2 separate regions of the Mus musculus genome follow, and region 1 is linked to region 2. Evidence: chromatin contacts called from public promoter capture Hi-C data. All regions are on one chromosome and are shown on one strand. Each heading gives the region's core, a stretch centred on a gene start, on an enhancer-like site or on the middle of the called end of the contact. The rest is flanking DNA. Distances are from core to core; before and after follow the strand shown.

Evidence for each region. Promoter capture Hi-C pulls out the DNA fragments that hold promoters and counts their contacts.
Region 1: a promoter capture Hi-C map of hippocampal neurons shows a contact between it and region 2, with 4 times the contacts expected there. The contact joins the promoter of C1ql3 here to the enhancer-like site in region 2. A contact is called at or near these places in 4 of 39 promoter capture datasets (the C10 cell line, hippocampal neurons and liver), 1 of 484 Hi-C or Micro-C datasets (ventral hippocampal neurons) and 2 of 115 datasets of contacts at active chromatin or transcription factors (neural progenitor cells and stem cell-derived neural progenitor cells).

Annotation. Positions count from the first base shown.
Region 1 is chr2:13,007,350-13,012,516 of GRCm38.p6, reverse strand. C1ql3 (C1q-like 3) reads left to right here and starts at 1,653. Exons shown (of 2, transcript NM_153155.2): 1 at 1,653-2,257. The coding sequence starts at 1,670.
Region 2 is chr2:12,743,676-12,748,540 of GRCm38.p6, reverse strand. No RefSeq gene overlaps it. Among named protein-coding and RNA genes, the nearest start is that of Pter, 180 kb to the left of the region's middle. Within about 2 kb of position 1,515, at least 5 of the 459 cell types and tissues checked have an H3K27ac peak or open chromatin away from gene starts, as enhancers often do. A contact at or near this core is called in hippocampal neurons, where this site is marked.

The DNA of each region.
Region 1 (5,167 bases), core at 404-2,903, 260 kb before region 2:
AGAACTCTGTCTCATGAAAACCAGCACTTTCGCAAATACCACTTGCTTTATTGTAAGACCTTCAAAGGCCTTTGGACAAGGGATGACTTCTCCTGCACGCTGCATTTTTAAGCAAATGCAACTTCAAGTCCAATGATGGTGTCTCCTGAAGGGCTCTGCAACTGGAAGCCTCTGAGTCAAATGCACATGCATGCTCAAGCCCTTGGCACTTGTGAAAAGAACCAGCCCTCCTCCTTTTGGGCGGTGGGCAAGTTCATTTAAATCAAGAAATGTCCTTTGGTTTTTAAGTACACGTCACTGTTCTCATCTTATTTCATCTAGAAGGCTATGGAAGCAAATGCTAAGGTTAAAAAAAAAAGCACGCACATCTACTGTCTGGAAAATTGGAGAGAGCCCTCCTTATGTTAAAAGTGGCATTTTGAAAAACACCTGAAGCACTGATTGTGGATGAGCCAGAGGAGAAATGTTGTCATCAAACCTCCCTCCTTTCAACCTTCACTTCCACCTCCAACAAGAGCTGTTGGCACTGGGGAAATAGATTTAGGTGTGACCCTTGAGTCCTGAGAGCAGTTGCGCAGCTGTCTCCCTCCCCCTAGTATGACCAGCTAGGGCGCTGCCATCGTCTGGGCTAGACAAGGAAGTATTCAGGGTTTCACTGTTCATCCCTTGCTGAGAGGGGGGAGAGGCCGAAAAAAAAAAATCCCACATTGTCAGAGTAATGCCAAACTCTGTGTGAGTGGGATGAGCAGAGCAGATGCTGCAGAGAGATGCCAAAGCGGCTCCCCTTCCTCTGTGCCTTGGGTTCCTATAAATTGCTCCGGCGCGCGTTTGTCAGCCTCCTCTTCTCCTGGCAGGTGGTACCCAGGCAGAATTCTGCGTTCAGCTCTCTCGTTCAGCTTTTCGGCGGCGAGGCTCTCGATGCTGCTGGCTAGCTCCTATCTCCTCTGTCCCTGAGCTTCTCTGAGCCGCGGATCCTGCGAATTGCCATTGCTCCGCGCATCTCAGGGGCCTCCCGACCCCAAGCAACCGCAGCCCTCTAGGGTTGGGGGGTGCGTTTCTGTTGGAGTTGCAGGAGAAAAAGAAAGAAAGAAAGAAAGAAAAAAAAAAGAGACAAGGACAGACGAACCAAGCCAACAAAAGAAAAGCAAGAAGCAGAAAAAAAAAAAAGGGCAACTTCAGACAGAAAGTTGGTGAGAACTGGCGCAGTCTGCAAAAAAGGAAAAGTCGATCACGGGCAGCAGCGGCATAAAAGTGTGAGCTGCTCCGGACGAGCGCAGCAGGCGGCAGCTGGCTTTGCCCTCCGGGTGGCCGCTCCGGCACCCGCCGCAGCCACAGGTGCGAAGGGGCTGGCAGGAGGCGAGAGGGCGCCCTGAGCACCCCTCCCCCCAACCCCCACCCCCAGCTCGGGACTTCAGTTCAAGTCACTTGGCGCCCCAGCTCCCTCCCTAGCCGCAGCCTCAGCGGGGGGGAGCAGGAGCCGGTCAAGAGCGACCGGCGCGCGCCCGCCCAGGGGAGTTGGGGTTCGAAGGGGGATTGTTTTCGGCTCTGAAGAGGTCCCCGCCCAACCTTCAAAATTTTGTCCAAAAGCAGACAAGAGGATCGGCCCGCGCTGAGCCGGCTCGTGGGCAGCAGGAGGCGCCTGATCGCCGCCGGGGCGCTGGGGGTGGTGATGGTGCTTCTGCTGGTCATCCTCATCCCGGTGCTGGTGAGCTCGGCCGGCACGTCGGCTCACTACGAGATGCTGGGCACCTGCCGCATGGTCTGCGACCCCTATGGGGGCACCAAGGCTCCCAGCACCGCCGCCACTCCGGACCGGGGCCTTATGCAGTCCCTGCCCACTTTCATCCAGGGTCCCAAAGGCGAGGCCGGTAGGCCGGGGAAGGCAGGCCCGCGTGGGCCCCCGGGAGAGCCCGGACCGCCGGGCCCCGTGGGGCCCCCGGGCGAGAAGGGAGAGCCGGGTCGCCAAGGCTTGCCCGGCCCGCCTGGGGCGCCCGGCCTGAACGCGGCCGGGGCTATCAGTGCAGCCACCTATAGCACGGTGCCCAAGATCGCCTTTTACGCTGGCCTCAAACGGCAGCACGAAGGCTACGAGGTGCTCAAGTTCGACGACGTGGTAACCAATCTCGGAAACCACTATGATCCCACCACGGGCAAGTTCACCTGCTCCATACCGGGTATCTACTTCTTCACCTACCACGTCCTGATGCGCGGAGGGGACGGCACCAGCATGTGGGCTGATCTCTGCAAAAACAACCAGGTGAGCGCGGGCAGGCAGTGGGGAGGGCGGAGAAGGTGCTGACAAGAGGGAGGAGACCCCGGAAATGGGGGTGGGAGCCCGCGGAGGAAGGGTGCGGCAACCCGGCTCCCCGGGCTAAAGCGAGGGGGACTCTGTGACATGCTGGAAAGGCGGGGGTCATACGCAGAGGAGAGCGCCTTGCAGCCCAGACAAGGTAGTTTTAGGGTGCCAGAACCGTGCTCGGCGCGTGCAATTGAGAGCATAACCCTCGAGGGGCGAGAAACTGGGATCTTGGCCCCGGGGCCAACTCGTGAACTTGCAGCAACTGTCTTACAGCAGGCCGGGAATCCCTGGTCTGTGGCATTATCTGCAGTTTAGAGTCGCTTCCAGCCTTTTTCTGAGAATGTAGAAGGTTTCAGAAGCCCGAAATGGGCGTGTCAGGGCTCCAGATTCAGAGGAGATAGACCAGCATTCCGGGGAGGATGGAAGGACCCCAAGAGCGAGTCTCAGACAAGGCTGCCCAGGGCTCAGACAGCACTCTGCCGCGCGCATGTAATGGCATGGCCTTTGAGAGGCTTTGGGCGGTGAAACTCAATAGTCACTTTACACTCCAGTTAGTTTCCAAAGGAAGAACTGCTGGGAACAGAAAAAGTTGCATTTACACTGTAACAGTATAGCAGCTGGCATGCAAACACAGGAACCCCCACTCTTGGAGTAGGAAAAGGAACAAGAAAGTGGTCCGGGAAGTTGCCGGGTCAGAGCTCAGCCCTTTCACCACCCACTATCTCCAGGGCAGCGCGGCAGAGGCCCTTCCTAATCCTAGCCTACTTGATCACAGCTGCCTTGCCTGGCTTTGCATTGGCTGCAAAATAGCCTCATATGAGCCTGAATCAGGACCTGCTCTTCAGAGCTGGTAGGTGGTGCCACAAGGAACACTGGCTTGCAGTGCGGGCCAGGACTACTTTGCCTTTGTTAGAGTCAAGTCAGTGCAAAACCGAAGCATCTTTGTTCTTGTAGCCGCAGGGAGAAAATACACTTCTAACTACCTAAAAGTGTAATCAGACCTTCTGCACAGTCCAAGTAGCAGGCACCCGGTGGTGAGGCCTTCGTACTGGTAGCCAACTGTGCTAGCTGAGTTCCTGAGCCCTACACTTTGCTTACTGACCAACAAGAAGAAAGATCCCGCGTCCCTGTCATCACCTTCAAGATACCTCGTTTCACGCAGTAATTTTGACTTATCAAGGGCCGGCGTGCTCTAGGTCTTTGGTCCCCTGAAAATTCAGATATTATCTAGACGCAATTTTCTACTGAGCACCTTTAGGGCTTTCTTTCTTTCTTTCTTTCTTTCTTTCTTTCTTTCTTTCTTTCTTTCTTTCTTTCTTTCTTTCTTTCTTTCTTTCTTTTCCTTCCTTCCTTCCTTCCTTCCTTCCTTCCTTCCTTCCTTCCTTCCTTTTACTCAAGACTCATTTTAGTGTCAGATTTTTTCCAAAGGTAAAAGATGAATGTCCTAATTATGATACACTTTTAAAAGGTATCTTCTTTTCTGCAAATCCCTTCAAAGAACACCCAGGACACTAGGAATAATACAAAATTTAAAAAAAAATTAAAAATGAAAAAAAAATAAAAAGAAAACATGGCCACCAGGAGGCACTGGCAGGGTTGTTCATTACAGTTATTATGCATGAAAGCAGTATTAAGAGAAATAAAAATTGTTCCCTGGACAATGGGCTAGGTAGTTGCAGGAATGTGGCTACAAAGGACATGACTCACTATACGAAAATAGATGTGCTGTGTCTGGCTGACCAAATAACTTATGAAGTGGCCCCCAGCAGGTAGCTCTCAGACTCAAAAGTTAGGTCTGTAAAACACTACTATACTAAAAATATGTTTTTAGAGTCACTCATTAAAATGTACAAATGGTCTCATTTTGTCAACAATATAGAAATGGTAATTTAAAAAAGAGCTGGAGATTGCAAATGTAAGAAGCCTTAGGAAGAAGCGCAACAGAGTCAGACATTGGTAGTTAGATTGTAAAGTCTATGCATGTAGCAGCGAGTAGAAGTCCTCAGAATATGAGTTCTAAAATTAAAAGGTACATGTGTTTTCTTTTTAAGCCATTTCATTAGGGCATAAGCTGCTTCCTGTAACACTTGAACATTCAGGTCTATGGGAATCAGGAAAGCACCTGGGTAAAACCCCTCTGATGCTCGTCATTGGCTGCTTGTCTCAAAAAAAAAAGTGGGTAATAGGTAATTCAGAAAAATATATGAAGAGTGGTAAACAGCAGCATGCATCCGAGTTCAGTGTGGATCATCTTAGAAAGTGGTTATTGTGATATTACAGCTAAGGAGTTTTGTCTTTAGAATAAAACACTTTTGTAAAGTCTGGCTGCAGCCAGTGCCAAGTGGAAAATCTTGTGTAAAAAAAAATCTTTTTAATTAATTTTAAAATAAATACTTTATTCTTGATTTTCAGTCATAGTCTGTATGCTTGTTTATTAGTCACAGTTTCCCCCTCTGAGATAACTTAATTTGTTTTTATAAAACATCAACTCAGAGATCCGTGCCAGAGTGATGTTCTGTGGATTAGGTGAATTTTGAGAAGCACAGATATTAACAATGAGGGAGGAATGCAGTGTTTCAATCTCGGAGGGAGCAATGTCTCTGGACCACAACCATATGAGTGCCATTTTATTTATGCTTTGTGTTGAATGGAGGGTCACAGATGGAAACATCAAAGGGCAATAAATTAACCTGATGTACCACTTAACCTTTTGTTTATGGTTCCACTGGAGTACAATGAAAATCAAATTTCCAGAACATCAGCAACGATTAATTCAATTAGTAAATGTTGCCATAAATATTTTGTACAATGATAATCCCTCAGTAATAAGACAATGCTAAAACTATACAGCTTACAATATTCTTACAA
Region 2 (4,865 bases), core at 266-2,765:
TGACAGGTAAATTGCTTTTATCTGTCTCAATTATGAGTGGGTTTAAAATACATTTATTGTTGAAGTTAGATAAATTGTCTTTTCCTTATTAAAAGGATTAATTTTCTAAGCATTCTGTAATCTTGTTGTACAATAAAAACTGAACAAGGTTATAGTTATCCTCTGATTAGCCATACTAATTAGTGTCCACCTTCACAATGCCTTTGATGTGCATGTTTTCTAATGAATATATTCTTTTCCATTGTAGACAAACCCTTAATGAAGTTGTATGTACTTACATGCCTAGTAATGCTAACATATAGGAACTTTATGAATAATAAGATGAAAATTTATGGAAGAAATAAATTCATTGTTCACGCAAATTAATACAACCTTGTATCCTTAACCACCCTCAGTAATAATGCACTGTCATTACTTCGTGTGACTCGTTGATTTTAGACTTCTATATAGAAGAATAGGAAAACCTATTTGTCAAAGCTATTCGTCAGATTTATTTTTAAATGACACTATTTGGCAGTCATATCAATATAAATGACATATGATGGTGAAGCTAGATAATTAGATAGGTAGATAGGTAGATAGATAGATAGATAGATAGATAGATAGATAGATAGATAGATAGATAGATAGATGATAGAAGATATAGACAGATGATAGAGAGAAAGAGGGAGAGATGTGGGGGAGAGGGAGAGATAGAGGTAGATAGATGGTTATGTCTCAGTACATCAAAAATGACATTGGGACATTGTCCTGATGGATTTTACTGTCAGATTGATTGGGTTGGAAAAACCCTAGGAAAATAATAACTTGCACATGTGTGAGGGTGTCTCTAGAGATTAAGGGTGGCTTGTTGTGCGAGCTCTGACGATGTAATGGATGGATTAGTTCTCTGATGGATTCATAATATGATGTCAGTGTCAAGAGGTGATGTAAACAGCGGGGAGGACACAGATGAGTGAGGAAGACCTGGAGTATGTTGTGAGGTTATATCTTCCTCTTGTCTCTTCATGTATCCCTCCCTGTTTTCTACACAGCATGGAGTTAGCAACCTCTTTCCCCATAAAATGCCACATTCATAATGCTCTGCCTCACAATGCACTCTGAATCAAGTAAGCAGTCTGCTGTATCCAAAGAAGAACAATTTGTATGCATAATCAAACCCATGATCTGGATAAGTTGGTTTGCAGCAGGCATTAAAATAATACATTGATGTAAGTTGTTATCCTTCTTGAGTTAATTGTCTCATCATGTTGATTCAGGTGGCCCCAGTTGTTAGCGCCCAAAGATAAGTCACACTGCAGCAGTATTCCAATCCTCTCTTATTCTTAACATCCAAGCATACAACCTTTAATGGCTCCTTGAAGTGAATGATGCCAAATATGTACTAATGTTCCACTTCTAGTCCTCATTCAGATTTCCACAGCAGAATTTTCTCCCACAGAAGAGCAGAAGAGCTAAGAATACATTGGAACGTGGAGGGTGCCAATTGTCTGCTTCTCCCAGCTGTCAAGCTGCTGTTTTGTTAACAAGAAGTTTAGTGGGATATTCATTCTCTACAGCACCATATCACTGCCAGAAGAGAGCACAGAAATACCTAGGCAGATGTTTAGCCTCATAGCTAAGAACTTCACAGGATGCCAGCTCCAGTGAAACCAGAGTTCAATCACTCTGTTCTAATGATCCTAGAGGAAACAGGGAAATGGATGGAGAAGCCAGAGGGGATGGTGGGGGTTGGACCTCCTATTGCTTGAAATATAGCATCAAAGTGAATTTTCTCTGTTCAAGATTTAGCAATGCAGGGATCCTTATTAAATAAAGGTAAAGTTATAATTCAAAATGTGAGCTCCCAGGAGCAAAAGGACACGCTAGTCCTGCCACTAGCATTAAAATCACGAAGCAGAGGGACCATTCTTGTTGAAACTGTACGGGTTTGTAGAGAGGTGGCTTAGAGTAGAGTCCAAAGTCAGTTACAGAAAACTATAACTGGGTGGAGAACGTTCATAAGAAGCCATTAAGGAACACACAGAGAAAGAGCTAGGAATTAAGAAATGGTGAATCCACTTCAAGGCATGGGTTTATTTCATTGCTAATGAAATTCATATTCTACTTTTAAATGTCATGGTTCCTCACCTTGAACTCTACCCCACCCCCAACCTGTTTCATCCCAAAGTCACCCTTCCTTCCCCACTAGAAATAGAGTTACTCACCTGCTATTTCTAAAACTACTATTAATAGAGCCCCCAAACACTCGTGTCTGCTGAACAAGTCACCGAAAATAGCAGCACATTGCAATCTGCTGTTGAAACTTGTCAATTAAAATAATGGATCTTTAGTTGCAATCGTTATCACAGTTTGACTTAAAAGTGAGCAGATGAATTATGGTGAGGGTAAAGGAAGGACGAAGGCAAAGATAAATTTGTCAAATGATCCCCAAATTGACTTGGTTTTCAAAAAGGAATATGGATGTAGGAAAGTCATGTAGACTACTGTCTTATTGGCTCTAGACTGGGCATTGCCTCCTAGGACAGAGCAGGAGACTCGTAGATATTGAGATATCTTTTGAAATGCATGTTAATTATATTTAATGGGAATAAACACAAATTCTGCATTAAAGTTTAAGCTACGACACGAAGACCAGCAAGTTGATTCATGGATTTATCACTAAGTTTGAACACCTAAGTGGGGACCCACATATTGAAAGGATAGAACTGAATCCTTCACGTTGTTGTCCTAGGACCTCTCTCTATATATATGCATGCTGTGACATGTGTGCACCTGTCTCCAATGAAATGAAAATGTGAAGGGATAAAATAATCTTAAAATAACCAATGTGAGTCAATGTCTAAAGAGTGAAAATGCAGAGATAGTAGCTTAGCACTTCACGTTTGTTGTTTCCAATAAAAATGTTTAACATTTCACTGAAGGATAAAGATGTTTTCATATGCTTCATGTAACTGTATATATGATGACCATTTATGAGACAATTGTTTCTTGACAAAATTAGCCAGAGTCCAGATTAAGCAACAGAGTTGCAAGAGGATCTAGAACCTTCTGCTTCCCTCTTCTCACTGACGACTGAGCCTGACGTGATCCAATTTCCTGTATTTGATTCTCAAAGGTTATATTTCCTCAGTTTCCTGATTCATATACACAGAACAGCATTAGATTTAGTCTTTTTTTTTTTTTTGCCTTTTCCAGTAATCTTCCAGACCTTCCTTGCTGATCAGACAGCAGCTTCATAATGTGCGCCCAGCTGGACTCAAACTTTACACTGTGCTGACAGCCATTGGTCCACCTCCCAGCACACATCCCATGAAGTCTGCCTAATAACTCCCCTTTGTATGTTGGTGGGAATGATTGAACAAATGACCATTTAAAGGAATTTTACATTTTTTATGAAAAAATTTTAAACTTCTATTTTAAGTATAAAAATAAAAGTATTTTTAATTGAGCTCCCTTCACATGATAAGAACTAGCTTGTGTTTGGCAACTAGACACTTCCTTTTAGTGAGACTTTTGTTAATGTACAGTTAGAACAAATCTTTAGATGACCTCACCAAGATCAGGAAACTGACAACTCAGGACTAAGGAATCTTCATTGTTCCTATTTCTCTATTTTTAACTTGAATATTTGCAATTAGTTTCACATTTTGGTAATACCTTGTTTAAAGTCTCTCATTAGATACTTTAGTGAGATAAGCTCTACAGCAGCTGCTGCATTTTGGTCACTTCTGATTTGCATGACAGTTCTGTTAGGTGCTGAAACATTGTCCCCTACCTTGCTCAGATGCCATTCAGTGACTGCAATTCTTTAAGGACCCATTTCACATGGTCCTTTATTTCCAGGAATCTAAATATTCCACACAAATAGCCCTCCACCAAATGCTTGGATTTTCCATAACACAAAGTCCCATTGCCTCCTGTGTCCTGACGCTGAAAGCCCAATATCCCAAAGCATTAGCCACCTTCACCCTTGGTCCCTCTTCCTCTTGATAGCAGGATGTGGGTTGACTCCATGCTCTGGAAACTGCTTTCTCCCGTAAGTTTTTTAAACGCCAATTGCCCTTTCCTTTCCTTGAAGCTGTCCACAGAGGGTGACCTCTGACCCAGAGGCACACCATCCTGTCTCCTGTGTGGTGACTCTAGTTGCTTCTCATTGTACTCTCTAATTTGCATCGTGACTAATGTAAAGGTAGATGCCTGTGTTTGCAGCTACAGGAATAGCAAATGCAGAGGTGTTGAAAACGCTGTCATTGTAGTCTGTAGAGGGCTCTGTCAGCATTTTTTTTTCAGAAGGAAACAGCAGGGGCTTTTTATAATGTAACTTTAATTACAATGGCCAAGCACCCTGGCATGGTCTGAGGAGCTGCTTATGATACACCTGCCATGGATAATCTGAAATGCCTCAAGACAAGTCTGGCAAGTGGGGCCACCTTCCAGGTGCCAGCCAAAAGTTCTTTCTTGCCTGCACACTCTCCTCTGCATACTATTGGCCCAGCTACTTGAATACAGAGCAATATAAGAGAATGAACAACCATGGTCCAAGATATAAGGTGAGCAAAACCATGTAGTAAAACAGCCATGCCCAGGACACACCCAAATGCTTCTAATTTTCAGCTGTGATGTAGAAGTCCAAATTGATGAAATAAAATGTAATGGCCATTGCTTGTCTCTAACAGGAAGCTAGTCCTTGGAGGTTTCTCTTTCAAACCTGACCTTCAAAAGCCTAGTCAGATAATGAATCTCAAACTACAGCCAGCAGATGGCAACACAAAGAGTAGCCTGGGGTTCTTTGCCTGTTCTGTGTGGCAGGGGAAGTCAGAAGCACACTAAACAAAATTCAGAGATGGCTCGCAATCTGGTTT